2 separate regions of the Mus musculus genome follow, and region 1 is linked to region 2. The links are chromatin contacts, called in public Hi-C maps. All regions are on one chromosome and are shown on one strand. The core of a region is the stretch at or near the end of the contact, and the rest is flanking DNA. Distances in the headings are between cores, read along the strand shown. Region 1 holds the start of Zfp362 (zinc finger protein 362). Region 2 holds the start of Mrps15 (mitochondrial ribosomal protein S15).

Region 1 (6,678 bases), core at 795-3,294, 2.8 Mb before region 2:
CTCTTTAACATGGATGCTGGAATCTAAACTGTAGAACCATGAATGCTGACCAAGCCCTCCAGCTCTCCAGCCCCTAAAGGTTTTTTTTTTTTTTTTTGTTAAGAATGTTTATTGTTTTTAATTATGCTAGGGGAGGGGGTCTGTGCATATATGAGAGAAGGTTCTGCAGGAGTCCAGAAGAGGGCATCGGATCCCCCGGAGCTAAAGTTACAGGCTGTTGTGAGCCACAGGACTTGGGTGGTAGAAACCAAACTCAGGTCCTCAGGCCCAGTGCATTCTAACTGCAGAGTCATGCCTCCAGCCCCGGAAGGTTTGCTTTTCATCTCGTCAAATGTGCACACCGTCAGCATGATTCATGGCTGCTGATGTGCCCTTCATTTGTTTTCTTCTTCCTTTTCTGACTGTGCATTTGGAAGGAAGTCACTCTAAAACCCATGCCCCACATCCCACACCTCGATTCTTGATTCTTCTACACGGGTGATTTCTCGCTTCATTCCCATTGCTGGCCAGTGTTTTTCCTCACAGAACCTTCTCAACTCTGGGCTAGTCTTTTTGTTTTCAGAACAAAGGTGTTCCTCTCTTCTCCAGGCTCATCCCAGAGCCATGTTCTGAAAACAGCCCCTATCTCTCTAGGAGAGTAGCCTTCTCTGTGTTGTCAATACCATATCATTCCAGTTAATTTTTGCCGCTTGCTTATTGTGCCTCTGCCCTATGCCCGGAATTGTGTGCTTGATGCTTTGAGAAGGAACCAACGACCTCCGTGGGTCCCACCCTCCAGCTTCCCCAATGTGTGACATCCTGTGCTAAACTGGAATCCTCACGAGGACAGCGACTTTGTCCACACTTTTTAGAACTGTGTTCCCAGCCAACTAGCGCACGTGCCTATGAACTTATACTTCCCAGAAAGCAGGATGGTTTTTTGTGTCCTTCCTTCTCTGGGATGCTTAGGACGGCAGAGGCAGCCCTGATCCTCTAGGCCTGCAGGTGGACAGCAGAGTGTGCCACAGAAATCTAAGCGGGTTCGGAATCGGGAATGCCTGCCTCCTCAGGTAGAAGTGAAGTTTAGAAGTTGACACAGCCCGCGAGGCCGAATCAAGAGGACTTGGTGACTGATTGGCTGGGGAGGGTGAGGCGGGAGGAGGAGTCGCGCAGATGGCTCTGAGGTCTGGAGCTGGGGGGACAGGCGGTGCCACCTCTGATAGACTTTCTAGAAGTGCTGTCAGCTCCTGGTCGCCCCACCGCTGAGACTCAGGCCTAGGGTTGGGAAGCGGTGTCCTGGCTTGTGCAAACTTCTGCACCCCACCCCGCCCCCACGTCCTTTCTTCAGAAATAAATAACCAAAATCTTAGCAGGGATCTTGAGCCTGGCCGTTTGTCACCGGGTGTGTGTGTGGGGGGGGGGGGGAGCACCGTGGGGGTCTGCACCAGCTTGCGATTTCCCAAGGAGGGACACCCCCACCCCTCCCGAGAGCAGCGTGACCAGCCAGTCCCGGGTCCCCAGGCCACCGCCACCCGGGAGCGGAGTCTGGGCGGGACAATGGCCGCGGCCGCCCGGGCCCCGGGAGCCCCCGTGCTGGGGAAGGGGCTGTCCTAGGGCCGGGCGCCGGTGCCCTCCCCGCGCGGCTCGGGCGGGCGGAGGGGGGCGCGGAGTTCCTTTGTGGCTCAGCCTCCGGCGCGGCGCGGCGCGGGCAGGGGGCGCCGCGCAACTTTCCTTGGCGGCGGCGGCGGCGAGCGCGAGACGAGGCCCCGGGGCCGAGCGGGGGCCCCCAGCGCGCGGCCCGTCCCCGCCCCGCCGGCCCCCTCCCCTCGCCGTCGCCAGCGCCGGGCGCTGCCCACTCGCCGGAGCCCCGGGGCCGGGCGGGCTGCGCAGCCGAGAGGCGGGGGGCCGGACGCGGCTCGCTCGCGGGGCCCAGCGCGCCGGGGCCGCGCGGCTGCACAGCCGGCCTCCGCCGCCGCGGCGCCTGCAGAACCCAGAAGTGAACAGCAGGCGACCCGGAAGGTTTGCGCGCCGCTCCGCACCGAGCCCCAGCCGCGCGCCGCCGCCACCGCCGCCACCGCCGAAGCCGGGAGCCCCCAGCCCGGCCCTACTCGGGCCGCCGGGCTCGGGGCTGCGGCCGCGTCCCGGAGCGCCGCCAGCACTGCCAGGTCCGTGCGGGCCCGGGGCGCGCGGGGGAGCGGGCCCGCCCGCGGGAAAGTTGCGCCGAGTTGCGGGGCGGGGGCCGGGCGGGCGCGAGCGCTGTCAGCGCGGGGCGGCCGCGCTGCGTGGGCCCGGGGGTCGCCGGTGCCTCGGGCCGGGCCCCGGGGCGGCCGTGGCTGCGGCGGCTGCGCGCGCGGGGTAGGCAGCGTCTCCCGCGGCGTGTCTGGGGTTCGTCTCCGAGTGTGTGCGTGTGTGTTTTCCTAAGCCGGGCTATTCAAACCTGCTGCAATTCTCCGGTAAACAATGATTCATGGGGCTTAATGCAAATAAACGGATTGCAAACGGCGCGGTTCGCGCACTTTGCAGCCGGCCCGGTGGAGCGGCCAGTGCCGGATTTCTCCGTTTTTTTGCAGATCTGCAGAATATGGCGTCCCTGTCCTGTTTTAAAAATAAGCCAGGCTGCCATTTTTGTTTTTCTTTTGTCTGAAGATTTTAATAAAACTGTCTGAGAATGTGGGAGAGGCGGCTGGAAGCAGAGGGGGCACCCGAAGGGTTGGCTTTTTTCCTTTTCTTTGGAGAGAGCCGGGAGCCTTTCGGGGAGGTGAGACACAATACAATTACACTTTAAAGGAAAAAATAAGGGGGAGAGAAGCTGCCGGGTGATTTGGGGGGAGGGGGCTGGGAATTTAAAGTTAACTCTGAAAGTTTTCTTTTCTTTCTTGCTTTTTTTTTTTTTTAAGATTTTTTTTTTCTTCCCCTGAGGGCCCTGAGATGCCGCGAAAGGATATGGGGGCCCATTTCTCTGTTTCTTCCCACCTAGCTAGTCGCCTTTGCAGGGTTTTTGGGAAAAGTTAACTGCCGGTTTCCCCAGAACTGCGTGGGTGGGGATGTCGTGTGTGTGTGTGTGTGTGTGTGTGTGTGTGTGTGTGTGTGTGTAGGGCTGAGGTGAGAGGTTTTGGGAGGAGTCGTTTGGACGAGGCTCTGTATCAAAGTGGTATTGTAAGGAACTATATTGTAGCCCCAGATTTGGGGGAGTTGGCTGGCTCTAGGGGCATAAAGTGGGCCCAGGGTTTGGAGCTAAGATCCCTGTCATGAGGACATGACCCTTCTTGCCACCCTGTCCTCCAGCAGTGTGGATCCTTTAGGAGCTGTGTGTGTGTTGGAGATGGAGGGAGGCTTGCCCCTTCATGGGTGGCCAGAGCCCCCTTGGTGGACAGGAAGTTTTGGTAGCCCCCTCTTGGGGCAAGTCTGGTTGATTGCAGTGGAAGAACCCCCTTCAGGTATGGGTGGTCTTCTTAGCCTCCAGAGATGGCCTCTGTTGATGAATGTCCTTAGTGGTGGGTTTTTAGCTGGGTACAGGCCTGCAGCTCCTGTGGGTCCCGATATACATAGGAGTAGCTGACTGCCTGGCCCTTGTGTTCTGGGCCTGTCCTCTGCTTGTGTTAACTCCTTTCTGCCACCCGGCCTGCCACTTTGAAGTCTCCTGATTGGACATCAGTTGAGTTTCTGAAGTGGCTGACTGGACTGGCTGGTGACTGTACAGGCAGCAGAGTGGTATGAGGCCAGGCCCATAAAATCTGAATGTGGTCTTTTCCCCTTTTGGGGGAGACTCTGTCCTAGGAGGATGCTCTGAGCCTTTGTGCTTATCTAGGGCCCTCCCCCCATTTCCTGGAGGGAAAAGTCTCCTTTCAGAGCGGTGTCCTGGCTTCACCAGGCCAATGTGAGCTCCCCAAGGGCAGCCAGTGGGAACAAGGCCTGAGAGCGTTGAGCTGCAGAGCTAGGCATGCCTGGGTCACCCGGTTCTGAACCAACAAGGTTTTAGATGGAGAAACTGAGGCCCAAGAGTCACTACTCTGCCCAGTAGAGGAGAGCTGAGACTGGAACCCACGTTTGGGTTCTCTGTTTTGGAGCGCTCTCACCCCCAGCATGGTTTGCTTCAGACAAAACTGAACAGGAATAGACAGTGTGGCCCCCTTCCTTTCCCCCTGGACCCCATTATCATCACATTTCAGGAAATCAAATGTCACAGTGTGTACCATGTCCTATGTGGCTACAGCCATGTCAGGCGCTCCCCAAAACTGAGTTGAGGTCAGATGTTCAGGTGGGGGCAGTTGAACTCATTTTAAAATTAAGAAACTGAGGCTTAGAGAGGCTGGGCAGTGACGGAGGAGGGATGGCCTGCAGACTCCTTGTGTGGGCCTTTCCTAAGTGGGTGGTGCTGTGGGCAGGACCTTTCCCAACTTCTAGTTTTTGGTCTGAAATTCTTCTGCTGACCCCAGTGGCTGTGTAAAAATCCAGAGGCTTACTCCCACCCCAAAGAATGTCAGAGATGAAAAGGCCCCGGAGGTCATCTGGACTCGGAGAGGAAAGCACTGGCTCCAAGTCTGGCCCTAGCTTGTTCTGGAGCCCCGATCTCCTGTCTCCTTTTTTCTGTGAAATGCTCAGAGAGAGAGAGTGAAACACTGGGCTGGGTGTAGGGGAGCTAGCTGGTGCAGGGGCTGGCGGGTAATGGCTACACTAGATAAGTTGGCCCTAGGGGCTAAGGGATAGTCTGCGGTGACCTTGGGAAACAGAGGCCAGCTTGGTCTTAGGTGGGAAGAAACTGCTGTGTGAGCAAGCTGTGGCCTCTGTCTAAAGCAAGCTTAGCCCTGCCCTTCCCTAGGCAGCCATTCCTTGCCTCTTCTCTTGTTGCTCTGTATTCTTACTGTTTGTATAGTCTCTCATTTGTGACTAGGCCATTCATTTGTTCTTCCACTGTCCACTTCTTAGTCTATGGGTCAGTTCAGTAGTCCTGTCTGTCCCATCAACCATCCGTCCGTCCGTCCGTCCGTCCATCCATCCTTCCATCCATCCAATCAGTCCAGCTCCCCCCAGCCCAGGTTGGACAGATATGAGATGCAAATGTAACCCTGGCACTTTTGAATACCAACAGAGGAGAAAAGCCAAGGCTTCGGGTACGTTCCTAGGGATTGAGAGTATCAGAGGCTCTTTAGCATTTGTGTCTCAGATCTCTGAGCATGCCCTGTACCTCTGTGAGCTTCCACCTGTACAGTGGGCGCTGTCCTTATCTCACCATGATGGGGGGAGATAATAACAGTGGCTCTGAGGTCTCCCGCCCGGCCAGGCATGTCCTGGGCATGTGCTCAGGACATGGTCACTGCCCCATAAGGACCGTCATTTACTTTTCTAGTCCAGGCCTTGTCTCTGTGAACCATGGCGGGGGGGTTTTCAGAATGCCAAGTGATCTGTGGACCCTGACAATCCCCTTCTCCCCCTGCTGAAAGTTCCACTGCTTCCTGAACATTTAGAAGAAAAATAAGTAGTAGAAATTTAGTAGAAAAATAAGTAATAATTCTGGCCTACGGGGATGGGGAGGGGGAGGGGGGCTTCTGTAGTTTCAGCCTTGCCCACCTTTCAACCTCTGCTTTCACGCGCCAGCCCTGCCCTGCCTACCCCTATATCTTACCACCTCTGGCCACGCTAGCTTCTTTGCGCACCTTCCCTGACCTGGAATGTTTTTTTTTCCCCGATCCCGTGGCACCATCGAACATCACCTCCTCAAAGGGGCCTTTGCTGACCGTCTGCTGTAAATAGCTTCCCACTGTTACATGAGCCCCTGCGTATTTTCTTTTGTGGCTCTGGGCATCTGAGACCTTCTCATTTGCTTGTTTGTTTAAGCAAACACATGTCTGCCCCGGGCACATGTTTAAGTTCTAGAGCAGCTTAAGGGCCACTCAGGCTTCCAGTGAGGTGTGGTCGGGACTTCGGCAGAGGTGAGGAGGGACTGTGGAGCCAGGTGTGGTGGCAGCCTCGGTGTCCTGGCAGTGCCTGGGAGGTGATGTCACATCGAGGTCTGTCATCCTCCCCTGGGAATCTTGGGGTTGTTGTTAGGCAGTGGTGGGATTGATTAGATCACAGGCCCAGACTCAGAACGGTAGAACCCAAGCAGCTTCCCCCACCCAGAACCTTTGACACTTTGACCATGACCCTGTCATGAACTGTCACCATGTGTTTAGGGAGCAACAGAGGGTGGTCACTTTGTGCCAGACCATGTTCTCTGAGGCTTTGTGCATATGGAGATATAGTTGTCACTGTTATCCTCTTTTGCAGCTGAGGAAGTATGGGTATGGAGGAGTCAGAGAGCTTATCTCTGTGGAGTTGAGGGGCGTCTGGTGCCAGGTGGGAGCACTGCTGGGTCTGGTTAGGATCCCACAGTTGTGGGGAAGCCCAGCCTTACCTGACCCCTGCCCACATCCTAACTGAAGAGCTTCTGCTCTCTCTCTCCTAGAACTCCCTCCCTCCCTAGAGCCCTTGTCACCCATGCAGTCAGGTGGCTGTCACTGCTGGGACACTGTTTCTTCTTTACACACTTAGAGTTCCTGCACCTTCCAGTGAATGACCGTGGGAAGCCAAGCTAGAGTGCCGGCTTCCGGGGGTGTTGACTGGGTCAGTCTGGTGGTCTTGGTGCACAATATTGAACATGTGAAAGAACGAATCAATGGGTACACAGAGACTGCTAAGTATTACCTAAGCACCCCACCC
Region 2 (6,270 bases), core at 3,342-5,841:
CCAGAGTCCCAGCATGCTTCTCCCCTTCCCAAGCCACATCAAGAGCCTAGGCTAGGTACCAGCTAGCAGACTCCTGTGCACCCCCACTACCAAGGGCCCCTGGACCAACTTTGAGCTTCCAAGGTTCTGGAATCCTCAGGGTTTTCCACAATCTTGTTCATCAATTGTTCTTGCTTGATTTTTAACTTCTCTTTCTGTTGGAGACAGAAATTGGGGGAAATCTGAATGGGGAAAAACCTCTAAAGACTAACCTGACTGGGAGGCTACAGTTACAGCATCTAGGCCAGGGCTTACTGTATTCACTAGAGCCTTGGCCAACCACATGGCCCTCCGTAGCCTCATGAGCCCAAGGCTAGAACTAAGGTTAAGTAACTAGTTTGTTGGTTGAATGTCCTGAAGATGTGCTCGCTCACTCATCCATGTATGCATCTGTGGTGGATTGAATGAGAATGGCCCCTTACAGGTTCTTAATATTTGAATGCCTGACCATCAGGGTTAGAAGGCATGGCCTTGTTGGAGGACATATATCACTAGGGTGGGCTTTGAACTTTCAAAAGCCCAAGCCAGTCCTAGTGTCTCTCTGCCTATGGGTCATGGTGTAGTTCTCAGCTACTGCTCCAGTGTCTGCCTGCATGCTGCCATGCCTGCACCATGCCATAGACCTGCACTGGACTAAACCTCTGAAATTGGAAATAAGCCTCCAAAGTAAATGCTTTCTTTCCTAAGAGTTTCCTTGGTTTGCCTCTTCACAGCAAAACAAAACCAAAAAAAACCTAAGACACCATCTTTACCGTGCACCAACCGTTTATCAGATGTCAGAGGCACAAGGGAGGAACACAACTCTCTTCGTGGTGCTTGGTTTGGATAGAGAATGGCTGTGGGATAAATGCTGTGACTGGGGAAGCCTGGGATGGAGGGATGGAGAGATGGAGGGATATAGGGATGGAGTTCCCAGGGAGAAGACTTAGGGTGGTACGGGTTCTCACTCACCCTGCTGGCCATTTCCAAAGACAAGATTCTTTTCACAACATCATCAACCCTGCAAAAAACCAGAGTAATGAGACGAGTATGGGAAGGGGGAGCCATGGTTTTTTCTATGAGAGTTTGTGTGTTTGTATGTGTGTTAGATTATATTCATGGGCACGAAGGTGCCTGTGAAGGCCAGAAGAGGGTTACGACCCTTTGGAGCTCTGGGTTATAGGTGATTTTTGAGCTGTCTGGTATGGGAACAAAACTGTGTTCTCCAGATGAGCAGCAACACTCGTAACTACTGAGCCATCTAGCCTGTCTATGCTGTTTCACAGCAGTTTCAAAGGGAAAAATGGCAGACTGAGACTTATCTTAAGGGGGGTGCTGCGGCTGCTGGAGAGAGGCTCAGAAGTTAAGAGCACTGTTCTTGCAGAGGACCCAAGTTTCCAGCCCCCACAAGTGGCTTATAACCATCCAGAACTCCAGTTCCTGGGTACCCAATGACCTCCCCAGACCACTATAAGCACCAGGCCTTTACGTTGTGCACAGACATATACGTGAGCCAAACATACACATAAATAGATCTAAAAAGAAATTGAAACAAAAGCCAGAAAATGAAGAAGGATGGTGGTCAGATATATAAAGGTGCTTTCTGTGTGAGTCTGACCATGGGAACCATAAAGCTGTAAAGGAGAACTGACATTACACATGTGGGCTTCTTAGGCACCCGCCTCCCCCAGTCATGCACACATGCATTGTAATAAATACAAATTAAAGAAAAGGTAGGGACTGCAAAAATAGTTCAGTGGTTCAGCACACTTGTTCTTGCAGAGGGCCAGAGTTTGGCTCCCAGCACCCATAGCAGTTGGCCTATATCCTGTGATTCCAGTGCCAGGGACTCCAATGCCTTATTCTGACCCCTGTGGGCACTCACACATATGGGCACATATACACACGCTGATACACACATGAACATAAGTAAAAATAAATTGTAAAGAACATTTGAGGTGCAAGAACAAATGACAGTGACTTCTACAAGAAATGCAGCTCTGGTCTGTTGGGTTGAAGACAGCCAGACAACTGGGGTTGTTGGCTCGAATGTCCTGGTTTCGTCTCAGGGAAGGCAAAGGAAGGATTTCCACCTCAGATAGACACAGCCAGATTGCACAGTAAGGAAGGATGGAGCCAGTCCACTGTAGAGGGGCTAAGCAGAGGGACTCTGGTTTTGGTGTCTGTCAGTTCTGGATTCTAGTCCTAGCTCTGTCTTTTAGTTGTATAACACAAAGCATTTATACAAACAGGACACAATTTCTTCTCTTACAAAGCTTTTGTGAAGTCAAGAGAAGAGAGATTTCTTTTTTTTTTAATTTTATTTATTTTATGTATATAAGTACACTGTCACTGTCTTCAGACACTCCAGAAGAGGGCATCGGATCCCATTACAGATGTTTGTGAGCCACCATGTGGTTGCTGGGAATTGAACTCGGGACCTCTGGAAGAGCAGTCAGTGCTCTTAACTGCTGAGCCATCTCTCCAGCCTGAGAAGAGAGATTTCTACCAAGACCAGCAGAGCATGTTAGTTCTTTGGCCTCTGTTAGTGTGAGGTCTTCACTCAGAGTACCAGAAACAAAAGGCGAGCTGAGCTCTGTGAGCAGCGGGTGCCCAGCTGGCCACCTGAGCCCATCAGACCTGCGGCCCTCATCAGTGCTCACATCCAGGGCTCCACAGAATCCAGTTTCAAGTACAACAGGCCAAGTCTTTAGGTCACCCCTTTTCTACTCCCTGTCTATCCTCCCAGGAACGCCTGTACCCACAAGCACGTTGCTTTCCACTTACTTCTCTATGTTGGGGATGATGTCCTTGTATTCTTTGATGAACGCAGAGGAGGGTGGTTCATCGTCCTGCTTGGGTTGGACTGTCAAATACAGGATAGAAAATACTCAGCGTGAACTCCCATCCTCCCAGGCTCCATCCCTCTCACTCACTCCCCGAATCTGTGGCAAGTACCTAAGGGTTTAAGGGTCTCAAACTAGGTTAGCTCAGTTTCTCTTTTGCAAGCCTTGTGGGCACCTGCATGTTGCATGCTGCAAACAAGGGGCCTTTCTCAAGACATCCACTGTGCCTGCAACACAAACCGACTTGGCTCTACAGTTATCAGATTCCTCACTGGGATCGGTTCTCCCGTGGACAGGAGTGAGTTTGGCTTCTCTTTAACTCCTCGATTCCCCAGCCTAGTCCATAGTCTAGTCTAGAAGTAGCACTTTAACAAAGCTTGCTGGTTGACCACATGAATGAAGTACAGGGTGAGAGGAAGTGCTGCTAGCTTTAAGGGAATGTCAATAGCCAGTTCGCATCACTAAAAGCTCGGCTTCTGTGTGTGCATTCCTACTATGTCACTGGAAGTGAGGTTGAAGCCTGTAGTCCAACCCAGTCCAGCGCAACCAAGATAATCTATCCTCTCAAGCCAGACTCTGTCCTGCCACTATGCAAAGGACACTAGAAGCAATAAAGACTATGATATCACAGTTTATTGTGCACGGGGTTAAGGGTGCTTTTCATACCGCTGCCATGATTGAATCCTATTAACTGTGTTCCAATGGATCCTTTGACACTCATTTCAGCGCTGGTTCACAAAAAAAGCAAACTTGCCTCAAATAGTATGTGTTTGTTAGAGGGCCCTAAGGCATGCTAACTTAGGATGGGAAACTTCATCCTTCCTCTCAGAATAGCAGATAAAAAGTGTTACATTCCTAGAATTGTAACTCTTGCTAGTGTTGCCAGCCACACACTCATTGGGTCCAGCCAAGCTGGACTGGGTTGGACCTCGGGCTTCGACCTCACTCTCATCTGACACAGTAGGGATGCACACAACGAGGCGGAGCTTTTGGTGATCTGTATTGTCAAATGAGTGAGTGCTTTCACGCGAAAGCTCTTACTTCTACCTTCTCGTGCACCCCTAAACAATGAATGTGGGGGGGTCTTGGCCTGTCCCTTTGCGCGCCACCTCTGTTCCCTTGTCCACCCCAAGCCTTCCAGGCGGCCTCAAGTCTCAACAACCCAAGTCCTCGTACCTGGTTTCTGGACGGCGGCGTATGCTCGCGCGGCGCGCAGTAGACCTACGCAGAATAGAAAGGGCTGAGACTCTGCCATACACAGCCCCTCATGTCCCTTCTCCCACGAACTGTAGGCACCTGCACCTAACTACCGCCTCACTTCCCTATCTCCCTCCTCATCACCCCTTCCCTAGCCATCACCCTCTTTCTCATCCTGTCACTGCCTTTCTCGGGTCTCCGGGTGCCTGGTCTCCTCCATCTTCGCCCAGTCCCTTGGGACCCAGCTCGGCGGCTCACTCGGAGGCTGCAGGCCACAGCGCGCAGAGAGCAGACTGGCGCTACTTCCGCCCCTCAGCGCAGGGACTGGGGCCCGTGTCACCGCCTGGGCACGAACAGAGCTCAGCGCACGCCACGCGGCCCGCAGCATGTTGACTCCCGACTCGACGGGGGGCCCGCACCGCCACTGCCCGCTCCGCGGTGGATCCAGGTTACATGGGCGCAGCCATGACGGTTCGGGCTCGACCAATCGAGGTGAGAGCGCGACAAGAGCTGCCGAGGGCTGAGCGAATGGATCGGTTCCGGATTGTCAGGGAGCTGGGGCGGAGCCCAGGAATTTGGCCTGGTGGGCGGGCCTGTTTCTACGCTTACAGGCCCGGAGCACTGTGTGAACGCTATAATGTCACCTATTGACCTTGCATCCGGCCTAATCACTTTCTAAATTCCTTATGTTCCTGACCTGGTCCTCAGTTCTCAACCTGTTGGTCAAGACACATGGGGGGTGAAGGTTGTTGAGCGACCTATTCATAGGGGTCACACATCAGATATCTTGCATATCAGATATTTATATCACAATTCATAATAGTAGCAAAATTGCAGTTATGAACTAGCAACGGAAATAATTTTATTAGAGGTCTTCACAACATGAAGAACTGTATTAAAGTATCTCTGCATTAGGAAGGTTGAGAACCATTGCCTGGGGCTGGAGAAATGGCTCAGCGGTTAAGAGCACTGACTGCTCTTCCTAAGGTCCTGAGTTCAAATCCCAGCAACCACATGGTGGCTCATAACCACCTGTAATGGGATCTGATGCCCTGTTCTGGAGTGTCTGAAGACAGCTACAGTGTACTTACATATAACAATAAATAAATCTAAAAAAAAAAAAAGACTCACAACCATCTGTTCAGCTACAGTGTACTCATATACATAAAATAAAATAAATCTTTAATTAAAAAAAAAAAAGAGAACCATTGTCTTAGGTCCTAGTTATTTTAGGGCTTCTGTGGGACTCTCCTTACCTTCTCCAGAGGCTAATATTCTTTCTTGGCCCTCCTCCAGACACCGGGGCCCTGTAAGAACCCTCAGGTTCTAGCCTTCTTTCGTTGGCTTGTATCTCAGTGACTAAGGATAGAGTTTTTGGTAGGGTACTGAGCCATTACTATGAGACCCTGTGGGCAAAGTCTACCTTTATGGGCTGCAGTGTTCTCAAAACATCAAATGAGATTGGTAGCAATGTCTTTTACATTGTTCAGCCTATAGACCGAAGCAGCTGTATACAAAACACATGTTTAAATAGTCAGTATTCGGTACTCAGCTGTGGTAAAACTGAAATGAGGGATGCAAGGGCAAATATAAAGGAAAAGTAGTGGGGAGGGTAAAGAGAGGGGCAAGGAAAGAACACACCATCCCAAGCCTGAGATCAGGGCCGGGGAAAGTAGACCCAAGACAGGCAAGGCTTTTGTGGAAAGGTCTCCATTAGCACAGGGAATAATCCTGACAAATGTGGTTACATGAAACTCAAATGACATTAGGCAACTGAAGATGTGGTTTGGTTAGCAGAGTCCCTGCCTAGAATGCACAGTCCTGGGTTGGATTCCCAGTGGTACGTAAAAACTGGGTGTAGTGGCATATGCCTGTGACCCCAGGACTTTGGAATGGAAGGCAAGAGGATTAAAAGTTGTTCGAGGTCATCCTTGGTTGCATAGCTGGTTTGAGCCCAGACTGGGCTACATAAGACCCTGTCTCAAAAAGGGGAGGGGCAGGGGAGATGGTTCAGTTGGTAGAGTGCCCACTGTGTAAGCATAAACATCCAAGTTCAGATCCCAGCAGCTGCGTGTACAGTACAGGGGCTCGGGGAAGTTGAGTAGGTGATCCCTGGAGCTCATTGGCTCCTTGGATAGCTGAATCCAGGAGCTCCAGGTTAGCCAGGTGGTGGTGGCGCACGCCTTTAGTCCCAGTACTCGGGAAGCAG

Evidence for each region. Hi-C and Micro-C count contacts between places; a contact is called where the count stands out from the background.
Region 1: a contact with region 2 is called in a Hi-C map of B cells, with 6 read pairs. The contact joins the promoter of Zfp362 here to the promoter of Mrps15 in region 2. A contact is called at or near these places in 2 of 484 Hi-C or Micro-C datasets (B cells and CD4 T cells).

The regions. Positions count from the first base shown.
Region 1 is chr4:128,801,478-128,808,155 of GRCm38.p6, reverse strand. It overlaps Zfp362 (zinc finger protein 362), which reads left to right and starts at 2,044. Exons shown (of 9, transcript NM_001081098.1): 1 at 2,044-2,144.
Region 2 is chr4:126,045,249-126,051,518 of GRCm38.p6, reverse strand. It overlaps Mrps15 (mitochondrial ribosomal protein S15), which reads right to left and starts at 4,591. Exons shown (of 8, transcript NM_025544.2): 1 at 4,320-4,591; 2 at 4,041-4,085; 3 at 2,806-2,884; 4 at 991-1,039; 5 at 110-194. The coding sequence starts at 4,449.